Regions from separate parts of the Oryctolagus cuniculus genome. Here region 1 is linked to region 2. A link is a contact called in public Micro-C data. All regions are on one chromosome and are shown on one strand. The core of a region is the stretch at or near the end of the contact, and the rest is flanking DNA. Distances in the headings are between cores, read along the strand shown. Region 1 overlaps CTNNBIP1 (catenin beta interacting protein 1). Region 2 overlaps LOC127493646 (a long non-coding RNA gene).

What was found. Hi-C and Micro-C count contacts between places; a contact is called where the count stands out from the background.
Region 1: a Micro-C map of ear pinna shows a contact between it and region 2, with 5 times the contacts expected there. The contact joins two enhancer-like sites. A contact is called at or near these places in 2 of 6 Hi-C or Micro-C datasets (ear pinna and an unstated tissue).

The regions. Positions count from the first base shown.
Region 1 is chr7:158,306,580-158,311,135 of mOryCun1.1, reverse strand. It overlaps CTNNBIP1 (catenin beta interacting protein 1), which reads right to left. Exons shown (of 6, transcript XR_007924116.2): 3 at 3,451-3,571; 4 at 2,181-2,271. Among named protein-coding and RNA genes, the nearest start is that of CTNNBIP1, 35 kb to the right of the region's middle. Within about 2 kb of position 2,000, at least 1 of the 8 cell types and tissues checked has an H3K27ac peak or open chromatin away from gene starts, as enhancers often do. A contact at or near this core is called in ear pinna, where this site is marked.
Region 2 is chr7:158,177,156-158,181,634 of mOryCun1.1, reverse strand. All of the region lies in intron 1 of LOC127493646 (a long non-coding RNA gene), which reads right to left. Among named protein-coding and RNA genes, the nearest start is that of UBE4B, 22 kb to the right of the region's middle. Within about 2 kb of position 2,729, at least 1 of the 8 cell types and tissues checked has an H3K27ac peak or open chromatin away from gene starts, as enhancers often do. A contact at or near this core is called in ear pinna, where this site is marked.

The DNA of each region.
Region 1 (4,556 bases), core at 751-3,250, 130 kb before region 2:
CCCACAGCTTACTCCTGACCGCTCTGCAGTTTTGAGACCAGGTCAAAGATAGGTGTTGGGGGCAGGGACGCAGCCTAGCAGGTAAGACACCTGGATCCCACACTGGAGGGTCTGGGTTCAATACCCAGCTCTGCCCCCAACTCCAGCTTCCTGCTGATGCAGTCAGATGGCACAGGCAGCGGTGACAGCTCAAGTAAGTGGGTTCCTGCTGCCCACAAGGAGACAAGGAATGATTTCCCAGCTCCAGACCTTGGCCCCAGGCTCAGCCCCATCTACCCCAGGCATTTGGGGCGTAAACCAGCAGATGGGAACTCTGCCTCTCAAATAAGTGAAGATTAAAAAAAAAAAAGTTAGGAGAGGTCACCATGGCCTTCTTTTATATTTATACACACACACACACACACTATTTTTTTTTTAAAGATTTGTTTTACTTGCCAGGCAGAGTTACAGAGAGAAACAGAGATAGAGAGAGAGCTCTATCAATTGGTTCACTCCCCAAATGGCTGCAACAGCCAGAGCTGGGCTTATCTGAAGCCAGGAGCTTCTTCTGGGTCTCCCACATGGGCGCAGGGGCCCAAGCACTTGGACCATCCCCAGCTGCTTCCCTAGGTGCACTAGCAGGGAGCTGGATGGGAAGTGGAGCAGCCGGGACTCGTCGCCCATGTGTGATGTCGGCGCTGCAGGCAGAGGCCCCATCCACTGCGCCACAGCACTGGCCTCTGCGACCTTCCTGAACAAGTCAGTAGACCTCACTTTAACTCTTAACTGCAGGTTCAGCCGGGTGAGATAAAGACTGTTCTCTTAGAAATATCCTTAACCTCCCCTTAATACAAAGGTATACACAATGTTAGAAAACCAGTCTTACACAAATGCACATGTTGGGCGTTTGTTTTCTGTGCTGACAAAGAGTTCTACAGCTTACTTCAAGTTTTTCCTTAACAGCATCCCACGCGAGGCGTTCTTACCAACCCAGCCCGAACTCAGGTCAGCCCGGGGACCAACCGCCAAGCAGGGAGCAGGGTGAGACCCCCAGGGACTTAGAGGCCTGAAGCTTTCGGGGCTAAACCAGGCTCTGGAGCCAGGAAGACCCCAGTGAGTGCCCAGGCTAGTCCTGGAAGGTGACAGGCCTCTCCCAAGAGGCCCTGGGAAAGGTTGGGGCCAACTCCACAGGCAACAGGATGCCAAGGTGGTGCGGCAGGGTGGGCATGCCTGGGCAACACACCGGGGAAGCTGTGCACGGCGAATGCTGTTCCAGGGCCACCGAGCTGCCCTGGAAGGTTTCTGCTGAGTCGGGTGCACAAGCCGAGGCGCACCCAGCGCCAGAGCCTGGGAACCGGCCCCTGCGCCAGGGCAGAGGCCGCATCAGCGCGGGGAAACGAGGGCGGCAGCACTCAGCACACCTGTCAGCACTCTCCCCGGGGAGCCCACTCACGTCCTGACATGCCACGGGCTGGAACATCCTACAGCCAGTAATTCTAACAAAGCATGGACAGAAAAGGGAGAGGGCTGCCCAGAACCCTGGGCTGCGGTGTCAGGGTGAGCTTCCCAGAGACTGAGCCTCCACACCGAGTGGCCGCAGCAGCTCCGGGAGCCGGCTGCAGGTCTGTTTCCCAGGGCCCCGGCAGGACCGACCCCGCGCCCAGTGTCCTCGTCTGCTGAGTGGAGGTGATACACACAGTGCTACCCACAGTCAAGTGAATGTGTGAGAGGCGACCACGCCTAGGCACAGTGCCAGCTACACGGGGCACTCAAATGTTGCCGATGACTGGCTGGGTCCCCCCAGAACAGGCAGAACTCCCCAGGCACACGAAGAGCAGAGTTCCTGGGCCTCTGGGGCACCCCTCTGGCCGCAGCCCAGACCACATCAGCCGCAGCATCCAAGCCAACAGAGAGATGGCACTGTGCCAGCATACCAGGGCAGTTCTGCCCCTGTGGGCAGGGGCCAGGCCAAAGTTTAAGGAAATGCAACAGCCAGCCCCCCTGCAATCACGAGGGTCCCCAGGGATTCCCCAGTCTGCCTTGGAGGGTCCCCGGAGGTGGGACCAGACAGGAGGCTCCCAGGGAAGCGCTCTGTGGGTGACAAGGAGCTGTGGCCTTCTTGCCGGCTCCAAGTCCCACAGGTCACCCACCCAGCTCCCTAAAGGAAGCAGCGCTCGGTGCCCGGGAGGGTCTTGACTCACCCTGGTCGATAGAGTGCTGCGGCAGCTGGCTGAGCTGGCTGTTGACCACCCCTGCGTAGGTGCGCAGGAACTCCTCTTCACTGGCTGTCAGCTGCAGGGTGAGAGAGCAGAGGGTGAGGGCGGCGTGCGCCTACTCTCCAAGGCCCCCGCCCAGGCCTGCCTGACCCCCGGGGGCCCCCTCCTCTGCCCCCGGGACTCTATTCCTGAGCTCTGACCCTTTGGCTTCAGAGCAAGCACAGCCTCCTCCCACCCCTGGAACGAGGTCCAAGGGGCCCACAGGCCTTGTCACTCAGATGGAATCTGAGACCAGAATCTCAGCTAGCACAGGGCGGTGGGAAGACGGGCCCTGCCCAGTGAGCCGACAGCAATTCCAAATCCTCCCCTCTCCTGAAACACGGCCCCACACCCGTGTGTCTGCTGCCCCTCCTGATGCCTGCCCTGCCCAGCCCCTCAGCTGCCCCCAAGGAGAGAACCCTCGGGGATCCAGAATGGCCTTCACCCTCCTGGCCCCAATGCAGCGCTCAATATCTGGGGCCTGAACACCAAGCCACAGGCCCAGCAGCAACCCCCCACCCTGCCGGGGCCCTGGCAACCCAGGTCACTGCCCCCCCCCCCCCGCACCGCTGCCACACAGCAGCCCAGGCACTCGTGTGTGAGCCCAGGAGGTCACTGTAGCCCCCTCTATCCTCAGCACGTGCCCCTCCCCCCCGCCACACAGCAGCCCAGGCACTCATGTTCGAGCCCAGGTCTCTACAGCGCCGCCCCCCCGGCAGGTGCCACCCCCCGCCACCCATCAGCCCAGGCACTCATGTTCGAGCCCAGGTCTCTGCAGCCCCTCCATCCTCGGCACATGCCCCCCCCACCTCCCCCACCACACAGCAGCCCAGGCACTCACGTTCAAGCCCAGGTCTCTGCAGCGCGCCCCCCACCCCCCAGGCACACAGCAGCCCAGGCACTCACGTTCGAGCCCAGGTCTCTGCAGTCCCCTGTCGGCAGGTGCCCCCCCCAGCAGCCCAGGCACTCACGTTTGAGCCCAGGTCACTGCAGCCCCCTCCATCCTCGGCACGTGCCCCCGCCCCGGCAGGTGCCCCCCCCATCAGCCCAGGCACTCACGTTCGAGCCCAGGTCTCTGCAGCACCCCGCCGGCAGGTGCCCCCCCACACCCCCCAGCAGCCCAGGCACTCACGTTCGAGCCCAGGTCTCTGCAGCACCCCCCCGCAGGTGCCCCCCGCTCCACCCCCCCGGCAGGTGTCCCCCCCCAGGCACTCACGTTCGAGCCCATCTTCCTCAGCATGAGCAGCACGCGCACCTTCTGCTGAATGTACACCTCCTCCGGACTCTTCCCGGGAGCGCCCTCGCGGTTCATCCCCCTGGCCCAGCTCCGGGGACTCCTGCAGGGGAGAGGCAGCATGGGGGGAGGGGCTCAGACCCCTGCCGAGTGACCCACGCTCTTCCCGCCCAGGGCCCGGTTCCTGCCTTGCCAGCCTGGCTCGGCCACTCTGAGCAGCTCCAGCCCACAGCCACTGCAGGGGGCCTGCCTGCCACCCTGTGCCCAGCCAGCTCCCCCTGCAGCACGCCTCCTGCCGTGAGCCATGCCTCGCGTGTCCCGGGGGCCTGAAGCAAGCAAGCTCCAGGAGGGGCAGCAGAGACGCGAACCACGGCAGCTGGCTGGTGCCCAGTCCCGACACCAAGACCACTCCCCGGCCAAACGCCCCTGCCGAGGGCGCGACACACAGGGCTGCGGGGCCGCCGCCACCACCCTCCCTAGCCCAGCCCACCTGTGGAAGGGCAGTCCTGCAGGCAGCCGGGGAGGCCAGCAGCTGCGCCCAGGTGTCGCTGGGACCTGAGCTGCGTCAAGGCCCCAGGAGAGAAGCCCGGTAAGCCCGGGAGGCCCTGGGGGCGAGGCAGCGGGCGTGGAGGGGCTTGGGTTACACGCGCTATCGCTCCTGGATGAGTCAGAAATAACGCATAACGCGGCAGCTGGGGGGGTGGAGCCTCGGCACTCCCAGTGCCAAGGAGCTGTGCTTGGAGAACCAGGAACTGGGCTGGCGGGCCAAGGACACTCCACACGGTCTACCCCAGGGGCCAGCAACCCTGGACCAGTGGGCTGTGCCTGGCAGAGTGGCTCTCTGAGCAAAGGAGAACTGGACACGTGCCAGGGCCAGGGCGGCAGCTCCCTGAGGGTACTTGTCCACTGCTCAGGCCCCAGGGCTAACGGGGCCCTGCCCCAAAAGCTCACACAACAGACCAAAACCCTGGTCAGCTGGGGCTGATGTACACCGGGTGCAACATGGGGCTCCTTCTAGAACCTTCCTGCCGACTCCCAGGGCTCTAGGCTCTCTTCCTCTGCCCCTCTCGCACCTCCTCAGGAAAGGG
Region 2 (4,479 bases), core at 1,480-3,979:
AGGCGCTCTGAGAGGGTATGGAGGGTTCCGAAACAGCAGCTTCCCCGGCTGCACCGCAACACCTGCCCGTTTTGGTTTTCAAACCTTCCATGTCAAGCCCAAAGAGGCAGCCCAGCCCCGGCAAAGCCACTCGAGGACACCGGAAAGCATCCAGGGCCATTCTGCTGTCTACCTTTGCACCCACCGTGCCTCTGTCCATCCGTCTGGGCTCTGTGTATCGTGGACAGGCAGGACCTACAGCAGCTACAGCTTACTCACCCGCCACAAGGAAGAAGGGGCGGGCTGGAGGAGCCGCACTGTTTCACTGGTTCGGAGAGGAAGGGAGGTTGACAGCAATGCGGCAGCGCTCCCCCCATGTGACTTGTCAGAAGCAAGAAAGGCCCACAGCCGGGTCATCCAAGGTGGGAAGAGGGAGGAGGGGGCTCCTGGGAGATGATGGGAACCGGAGGGGGAAAGCTGCACACACAGGCGGCTGAGAGCCCAGTGTGCGGCCCTGAACGTGGTGGTTCCCTCCCCCGCCCAACACACGCCCACCAGCAGGTGTGGGGGGCAGCGAGGCCGGCCCAGCTGCTCCCCATCTCCTGCAGGGAACAGGGCAGAGGACCAGCAACCGAGGAGGAACAAGCAAACTGCGCTGCCGGACAGTGAGGAGGAGAAGTAGGGGGGTCTGGACACAAAAGAACCAAAAGCAGAGACTCCAACAAATCTTTGCACGCGCGTGTTCACCGAGGTGCTGCTCACAACAACCAAAGAAAGAAACCCTGGGGTGGGCACGGCGGAAAAGGGGTTAAGTCACCGGCCAATCCTACCTCAGCGTGACTGGGTTAAGTCTCAGCTTCCTGCTAACACAGCAGAAGACGACTCAAGTGGGTCCCAGCTTTGCTTGCAGGAGACTGGGAGGGACTTCTGGTTCCTGACTCGGGCCTGGCTCAGTCCTGTGTATCGCGGGCATTTGGGAAGAGAACCAGCAGGTGGAAGATTCTCTCTCTCCATTTCTCTGGCTTTCAAATAAATTAATTAATTTAACAAAATAAGGTGGAAAGTCCAGTGTGCCCTGACTGCTCAGTGGATGGTCACAGCGCAACAGAGCCATGCCTGGAACATTACACACCCTCGCGGGAATGAGGGACCCACGCACACTGCCGCAGGGACACGCCGTGGGCCCCCTAAGCTCAAGAAACAGTCAGTCAGACTCCTGTCTCAGTCGGGGCTCTCCAGAGAAACAGAGCACTGACACGTGCACAGGGAGAGGTAGACTAAGAGGAGCATTATTGATTTACTTATGTCCAAAGATTTATTGACTTATTTGAAAGGCAGAGTTACAGAGAGGCAGACGCACAGAGAGAGGAGAGAGAGGTCTTCCATCTGCTGGCTCACTTCCCAAGTGGCTGCAATGGCGGGAGCTGATCTGAAGCAGGAGCCAAAAGCCTGGGTCTCCCACGTGGGTACAGGGGCCCAAGGACTTGCGCCATCTTCCGCTTTCCCAGGAATAATTCAGCCTTCCTTGGCATTTCAGTTCGACTGGGCACGCAGGAGCCGGGACGGTGCCCACCACTGGGGCAGGGCTGCTCCTGGGTGCTCAGTGTACTCAGATTCGCGTCCCGCCTTTTCCAGACATACCCTTGCGCACGTCCCAGAAATCAGTTCTTCCCGCCGAGCGTCCCCTCACGCCTGGACGCGCGAGAGCGCTCACGACTGCAGGTGATCCACCCACGCGAGACGCGCAGCCAGGACGGAGGGCGAAGCAGCACTCGCCCGGGGCCGCAGGTCTGTGGAGCAGGCTGCGGGATAGGGCTGCGTTCTAGATGGCCGGGCTGGCTACACAGTGCTGGAAAGCGGGCGCTCCCGCACAGATACCAAACGGAACCGTCAGGGACCAGGGCGCAAACCTCGCTCCCTTAATTTTCTCCCAGCTGTGCAGGCAGGCCCCAAGAGCAAGGCGCAGGACGGTTTGGTCTGGCTCCGCCAGCGGCCCTTGCTCGGGCATTCTCTTCTGTGGGTGGGGTCAGGGCCTCACTCCTGGGAAACCTTTGAATTCGACCTCATTATAGGCCCCACCTCGGTCCTCTCCAGGGTTAGGATCTCAACCAGGGAGCCATGCTGTGGCACAGCAGGAAAAGCCGCCACCTGGGACCCTGGCATCCCATATGGGTGCAGGCTGCTCCACTTCCGATCCAGCTCTCTGCCTTGGCCTGGGAAAGCAGCAGCAGATGGCCCAAGTCCTTGGGCCCCTGCACCCACGTGGGAGACCTGGAAGAAGCTCCTGGCTACGGATTGGCTCAGCTCTGGCCATTGCCGCCATTTGGGGAGTGACCCAGCGGATGGAGGAGGATCTCTCTCTGTCTTTCAAATAAACAATTTTTTTAAAGGAATTCAGGCAGTGAATCTGGGTCAGGGGTAGGGCAAGGTGCAGATGCAGGGGGTCACAGTTCATGGTCCGGGCGGAAAACCAGGCTGCGTGCTCTGCGCGTCTGCGGCTCTGTCTCCCTTCCTAAAGAGGCCAAGCGCCACTGCACGGCGGGCGGTGTCCGCCAGGGGGCGCGCGGTCGCCTCTCGGGCCGCCCCGCCTGCCGCGCGCCACGTGTCGCCCGCGCTGCGCGGGAGCCTGCGGCGGCGGCGGCGCCACTGCTCGGTTCCCCAGGGTCAGGGCCGCCCGCGAGCGCCGCCGCCGGCTCCGCCTGCGGGGGGAAGCCGCTGACCTCCGGGGGCGGCGCCTGAGGCCGCGGAGGAGCGGGGCACCGCCCCAGGCCCCCACCCCCCCGTAAGGGCGGTGGCGAGGCGCCCCGGAGCACACGCGTGCACGGGCGCCTCCCGCGCTGGCAGTGCAGCGGGTCCCCGAGGACGCCCTTGAGCCAACAAGCTGACCGAGGCGACCGCGGCCCGCATCTCGGGGCCTGGGTTCAGCCCCTGGGGCCAGCTCTGGACCGCGGCCTCCTGCCGCTGTACGCCTGGGTGGCCGCAGGTGATGGCGGCTTAGGTGGCTGGGTCCCTGCCACCCACGTGGAGGACCCGGGTGGAGACGTTTCTCTGGGCCTGGCGTCCATTTGGGGAGTGAACCTGTTGAGGAGAGGGTTGTGCGTCTCTGCCTCTCGAGTAAAATGAAATAAAAAACAATTAAAACCCTGCTAACTTCCCTGCGCCCTCTGCCTGCACAGCCACCATTCTGCGTGGGCGCCCGTGAATCAGACTGCTTAGGGTCCTCAGACACGTGGTGTCCCACAGCCTTGTCCCTTGTGTCTGTATGTCATGAGCGGAAATGGCTAAGGTTCACCGGTGTTGGGGCGCCAGTTGGGATCCCCCCCTTTTTTTTCTAAATTTTTTTTATTTAATGAGCATAAATTTCCAAAGTACAGCTTATGGATTACAATAGCTTCCTCCCCCCCATAACTTCCCTCCCACCCACAACGCTCCCCTCTCCCACTCCCTTTCCCCTTCCCTTCACATCAAGATTAATTTTCAATTATCTTTATATACAGAAGATCAATTTAGTGTATATTAAGTAAAGATTTCCACATTTTGCTCCCACACAGAAACACAAAGTGTAAAATACTATTTGAGTACTAGTTATAGCATTAAACACCTAAGAGTAATTGTGTATTAGTTACAGAGTTCAACCAATAGTTTTAAGTAGAATATAAAATTCAACTTTTGTATTGTTGTGGCTCCCCCCCCACCTCCCTCCCTCGCGTGGCCCTCCCCTCACCCACTCCCTCTCCCATCCTGCCCTTCATCACGTTTCATTTTCAATTACCTTCATATATTGAAGATCAACTTAGTATATACTAAGCAAGGATTTCAACAGGCTGCACTCACACAACCGAACCATGTATAGGGTGTTGTTCGACTCATAGTAAAATACATTAAGGACAGAGATCCTACGTGGGGAGCATGAACCCAGTGACTCCCGTTGTTGATTTAACAATTGGCACTCTTATTTATGATGTCAGCAATCACCTGAGACTCTTGCTATGAGCTGTCTAGGCTATGGAAGCCCCTTGAGTTCACCGACTCTGAACTTGTTTAGTCAAGGCCGGATCACAGTGGAGGTTCCTTCCTCCCTTCAGAGAAAGGCGCCTCCCTCCTTGATGGCCTGATCCTTCTGCTGGGGTCTTGTTCACCAGGATCTTTCATTTAGATTGTTTTTTGCCACCATGTCATGGCTCTCCATGCCTGTGAGACTCTCGTGGGCCTTTTAGCCAGATCCGAATGTCCCGAGGGTTGATTCTGAGGCAGGAGTGCTGCCATTCTATGAGTCTGCTGTGTGTCCTGGGATCCCCTTCTTTTTAAAGGCTCAGTAACTTGCCCTTGCGTGAATGACCACGTCTTGTGTCCCATTCATCCACCAGTGGACATTGCTGTGGCGTCCACCTTCTGGCCCTCATGGGCAGTGTATGCTGCCGCCAACACTGGTTTCAAAAATATCCCCTTGAGAGGCCGGCCTGTGGCACAGCGGGCACAGCCACGGCCTGCAGTGGGGCA